Regions from separate parts of the Sus scrofa genome. Here region 1 is linked to region 2. The links are chromatin contacts, called in public Hi-C maps. All regions are on one chromosome and are shown on one strand. Each heading gives the region's core, a stretch centred on a gene start, on an enhancer-like site or on the middle of the called end of the contact. The rest is flanking DNA. Distances are from core to core; before and after follow the strand shown. Region 1 holds the start of ARHGAP12 (rho GTPase-activating protein 12). Region 2 holds the start of SVIL (supervillin).

What was found. Hi-C and Micro-C count contacts between places; a contact is called where the count stands out from the background.
Region 1: a Hi-C map of liver shows a contact between it and region 2, with 4 times the contacts expected there. The contact joins the promoter of ARHGAP12 here to the promoter of SVIL in region 2. A contact is called at or near these places in 1 of 5 promoter capture datasets (liver) and 1 of 47 Hi-C or Micro-C datasets (liver).

The regions. Positions count from the first base shown.
Region 1 is chr10:42,575,939-42,578,638 of Sscrofa11.1, reverse strand. ARHGAP12 (rho GTPase-activating protein 12) reads left to right here and starts at 1,288. Exons shown (of 18, transcript XM_021064803.1): 1 at 1,288-1,474.
Region 2 is chr10:41,175,012-41,177,711 of Sscrofa11.1, reverse strand. It overlaps SVIL (supervillin), which reads right to left and starts at 1,354. Exons shown (of 36, transcript XM_021064788.1): 1 at 1,206-1,354.

The DNA.
Region 1 (2,700 bases), core at 39-2,538, 1.4 Mb before region 2:
GTTTTGGTTCTAGAAAGAGATCACAAGGGATTCTATGGAAAATAGTTTCAGAAGCACATGGTAGTAATACTCTACTGAACAAAGGCATGGCAAAGAACTCGTTAGAAACTGAGGGAGACAGAAAAGACTACCCATGCCAAGGAAAGGGGGTCTTGAGTGTACTGATAGAGACAGTATGGTCTCAGGCTTAAGTACCTTTTCTTTGAGAGAGGAGAGTATCTTACAACTTTAAGCCCCCCGCCCTGAACATTAGATTTAATTTTCTAACAAGGTAGTAAACTAGAGTTGTTAAAGTCTTGACAATATCCCAGTGGGTTCTTTGCAGTCATTAAAGAAAAACTGGGAGTTCAGCTTGTGATTAAGGAAGCCAATGGCATCTTCAAGCATGAGGTGAAGAACAGAGAAGAGCCAATTGAATAATACCTTGGCCTTTTTTCCTAGTACTATTAACATTTTATCCAGGCGCCATAACAGACACAATCAACAGTTGGTTACTAAATGAATGGTGTCTGCAGTCCTAATACATAGCAGTTATTTTTCTCAGTCATTGAATTTTAGAGCTTAGAAGGAGACTTTGGACTTGTCCACAGGCTTTTTGGGCAGCTAAGGTTGAGAAAGATGAAGCGACAATGGAAGGAGGAGGTCTCCCCCTACATTCCCAGTGCAGCGGATCTCCTGCAAACGCAGCATACTGGGCTAACTTTGGGCAACAACACCGCAGCGCACACAACAGGCCAGTGGACAGCGGGGAGAGGAGTCGGCGGTCAGCTGCCTCGGGACTGCAGCGGAGTGTGCGCTGCCGGTCCCAGCAGGAGCCCCGTCATGGACCAGGGTCTCCAGAGCTGCACTTCACCGACCGAAGTATCCTGTGGACTCTTCCTGAGCCTGCCCGCGGGATTTCCGGGTTCAGGAACCGCTGACCGACGCCGGGCAGCGTTCCCAGCAGGCAGGCGGCAGGAGAAAGAGGTGGGGGCGGGCCCACGGCCCCCTCCTCCCCAGCCCCACTCCAACCACTCCAGTCTCGGAAGTTTTCCAGTCCACCCTTCCCTCCTTTTCCCCAGGAGCGTTTTCTCAGCTTTTCCCACCTGGAGTTTGCAAAGCATCCACACCCCCTCCGCCCTCTAGGAGCGCGCCACTCCGCGCGCCTCGGCCCCGCCCTCTGCCTCCCCTCCTCCTCCCGGATCCTCCAAGGCCGAGTCACCCCTCGCCCGGCGGGCCGTCACGTGCGCCTCGCCCCGCCCCATCACGTGGCGCGCCCCGCCCCCGTCCCACGTGACCGCTTCCCCGCCCCGCCCCCGCGCCGGCGCGCTCCGACGTGCCCTGGAACTTACCCTCCCGGGGAGAGCTGCCTGCGGGGACGCGCCGGCCGCGGCCGCCGCCGAGTGAGCGCCCTTCGGGCTCGCCTGGGTGCCCCACTGCTGCCGCCGGCACGGGAGGGAGCCGCTTCCCGCGAGGCCGCTGCGCTCTCTGTGAGGTGAGGGGGCTTGCGAGCGGAAGGCAGTTCGGGCGGCGCAGCACAAAGGCGCCTGGGGCTGGGGTTTGTACCCGCCGAGGGCTGCGGGGCCGGGGGAGGCGTGTGCTGGCGCGCGGTGGCGCCGAGGGGCGCGAGTGCAGCCGGAGGCGCGGCCCGAGGGGTCGGGGCTCGGGGCGGGGACCGTCGCCGGCAGGTCGGCAGATATGGGCTGCGGGGTTTAAATGGCTCGAAGTTGTGGCTCCTTTGCCCCCCGGTTTTCTGACTTCCTGTGAGAGGGCAGTGCCCGCCGCCCCGCCCCCAGGAAGGAGGGTATCGGGGCGTGTGTGTGTGTGTGTGTGTGTGTGTGTATGTGTGTAAAAGGCTGGCGGTGCCGCCCTCTTTCCTGGTCTCCCGCCACCGCGCGTGCCCGCTTCCCAGCCGCTGGAGGGGGTGCACCCCCCACCCCACCCCGGAGCGGATCTGGGCCTCCCCTCGAGGGCTTTGACCTCAAAACTGGGCGCTCGGGGCTCTGCAGTCTGTAGAGGTGCCCCGCCCCTGCTGAATGGGCATTTGCTTCTCTGCGAGGAATTTCCTCGGGGTCCTTAAATTTAAAGAATTCCCTGTCCTCTCCTCTGGGGTCGTTGATTATCTTCTAAGAATGACTGTCCTTGGCGTGTTTTATCTTAAGTTACCGCAGACTCCTGGAGAAGAAACGGCCACAGGGTCATCAGCAGAGCAAAAGGCACGGCCTTGCGTTTTAGAGGCGTGTGATGTTTTCCTGTCGGCTGCAGCAGCAGTCGTTTTAAATGCACTTGCGAAGGCAAAAGCAAAATGTTCAAAGCGTAGCACTATGAAAAGTTCTCACGTCATTCCAAGCGAAGTGTTGTGGCAGAGGCAGTTAGCCCTCGTCCTGCTTGATGGTTAATCATGACCTGTGGAGGTAGAATTTATTGACCGTTCATGCGCGTATTCCTTGGGGGCGATGATGTAGAGGAAGGAATATTGAGGAGTCGCTGGAATCTGGTTCAGATTCTGCCCCCCGCTTCTAAAGGTGAGACCTTGGAAGGCTCTGAATGTTGCAGTGAGAGGTTGTTAAAGTATCCAGCTCCTTGCCATGCCTCTCTAATATTTAAATGTTGGGTACCGGTAGCCTAGAGATAGATGTACTAGTTTGTCATTCGGTGTTCCTTACCTGATCCGCAGGAGGGTGTGTTACAGGCTGAAGCATCTTTGTGTATTTTTTTATT
Region 2 (2,700 bases), core at 105-2,604:
CAGCCCTTCCAGGGACAAAACCCATCAAAATGTGTGCGAACGTTGTAGTCGCAGGGGCTCGGGGCCACTGGTCAAGCAGATCGTCCTGTGGCCACTCACAGCCATGAAAAAGTCTGGTCACCCTCCGAACTGCCCGTCTTGACAGGGGACCGTCCCCTCTGTCGGTGGTTCTCACACTTTACACTTCTGCTAATCAGAATCCCTCGCCAAACCCCCGAGATTTGTTTAAAACACAGATTGCGAGCCCCACCCCACTGTCTGCTTCTTTAACCTGCCTGGCCCAGAACTTGGCGTTTCTAACAAGTTTCCAGGTGATGCTGAGACAGTGGTGATGATGAAATGAGTTAAGGTTGGTGAAGTACTTGGTAATCTGCGAGGCAGTAAATAAACTTATGAAATTCACTTGTGCTTCTTGTCTGTTTCACTAGTGTTCACATTTACATTCCCTCCAGCTACTGCTTTTTTTCCTCCCACTGTTAGATTCTCATTTTAACTCCTGAGGATGCATCAAGCGGATCCATACCTGCTCCCATCTGAAGAATGAAAAGGGAGTGTGTTAGTTTCCTAAGGCAGCCTTCACCACCTACCCTGCAGACCTGGAGGCCTAGACCACAGAATATCTTCTCACCCATCTGGAGGCTGGAAATCAGGCGTCAGGAGGGTTGTTTCTTCTGAGGCCTCTCTCCTTGGCTTATGGATGGCTGCCTTTCTTCTGTGTGTCTCTGTCCTAATCTCTTTTTAAGACCCCAGTCATGCTGGATTATAGCCCACCCATTAAAGACTTCATTTTCACTAAGTTACCTCTTTGAAGATCCTATCTCCAAATCCAATCACATCCTGAGGTTCTGGGAGTTAGGGCTTCAACAGACGAATTGGGCAGAGGAGACGGGGGCAACTCGGCCCATAACAGCTTTACTGCCCCCAAGATCCCAGAGCAGCTTCTGGGCTCAGCCTTCCCCAATCTCTACTCCATCCTTGTGCCCTCCCCTGGAGCTGGCTCGCATGTGGACTGACAAACACAAACCCTTAAAGTGCTGTGACTCACAGCTGGAAGGACTTAAAATCCAGCTCAGGGTCCTTGAGAATATGATCAGCACAACACTCCAATGTGTGAAAAGAATCTATGAGAAATTCGGAACCCCAGCAGACCTTTCAGAACTGGCCCTTTACAGTTTGTTAATGACGAAGTAGAGAAGCAGCCTTACCTCTGCCCTGCCCTCGTGGGAGCTATGCCCTCTGCCTGGTACCTGTGCCGTCTCTGGAAAGTTCAAGAAGGAGGGTCTGTGTTGAACACATGCAATAAAGACGCTTCCTTCCTCCTGCTATCTGGGAGAGTGCTGGCAGCGTTTAAGCTAGGGAGGCCGGAGGAGGCAGAGACTAGAGCTGTTTACACTGATCCCAGGCTAACCAGAGACAGCTGATCTTCAGCAAATCAGTAATAGCCCTGAATTAAGGATCCTCCCAAAGCCTCATTCCCAATCCCCTGCTGGTCCTGTCTTTACTTTGTGGCTTCAGCTAACACCAGGCGAGACTCTCCCCAATCTCCAGATCCAAGTAGCTACTAAATCAGCACTCCAGACTCAGTATATCCATCATAGAACTCTTTCCCCCAAACGTTGTCTCCCCACCTGCATCCTCTATCTGAGTGACTGGCAAAGGTGCACATCCCATTCAATCCACCTGCTACTGTGTCTTGGATGCCTCACAGCAGCCCCTTTGCTTCTCCATACCCATCACTACTACCCAGGCCAAAGCCCTTTGTGCCGTTTCTCCTGTTTTTTTTTTTTTTTCCCTGCTTTTTAGGGCTGCACCCACAGCATATGGAGATTCCCAGGCTAGGGGTCAAACTGAAGCTGTAGCTGTAAGCCTACACCACAGCTCATGGCAACGCTGGATCCTTAACCCACTGAGCCTGGCCGGGGATAGAACCTGTGTCCTCATGGATACTAGTCAGATTCATTTCCCCTGAGCCACAATGGGAACGCCTCTCCTTGGGTGTTCAATACCAGCCTCCTAACTAGACCACTGCCACAGCATCCTTTTGGCCAGCATCCTCCATACTGCATCCTTGGGTATCTTTCAGAAGCAGAAACCTAGTTATCCTGTGCCCTTTTTTAACCCCTCAATGGATTCCTTTTGTTTCAGGAACGAATTTAAGCACCTTTGCTTGCCTCCTTCTGGAGGCTCATCTCTAACCATTTCCCCATCTGTGCCTTTCATTGGAGCCAAAGGGACCACTCCCAATGCCGGCAGATTCAAGATGGTCCATGTTCTTGGAACACAAATACCCAGCACTCTCTTCATCTAGGGAGATGGTATCACCTCTTCCAGCCTCCTCCAGAGAGTTGCCAGGTCTAGGAAGCCCACCCACCCCTTCCTGAATGAGGTGTCCTTGTGCTGCTCTTTCTGCACCCTGGGCACATCTCAACCATAGCACTTAGAGCGCTGGCCATCATTCCTGGGTCAACCTTCTGCATCTTCCAGCAAACCCTGAGGTCCCAGAGGATAAGAGCCTTAACCATTTTTGTAAGTTTGAAGTCTAGGCTGGACTGGATGCTCAAAAAGAAGTTCACTTTAAGGAATGGACTGATTCCTAGAAATTCAGAAGATTTAGTCAAATTTGGCATCTGCTAGCAAGTACTTTATCTGGAGCAATCTTCACTTTTTCTGACAATATTTATAAGCATGCTCCCTTAAGCT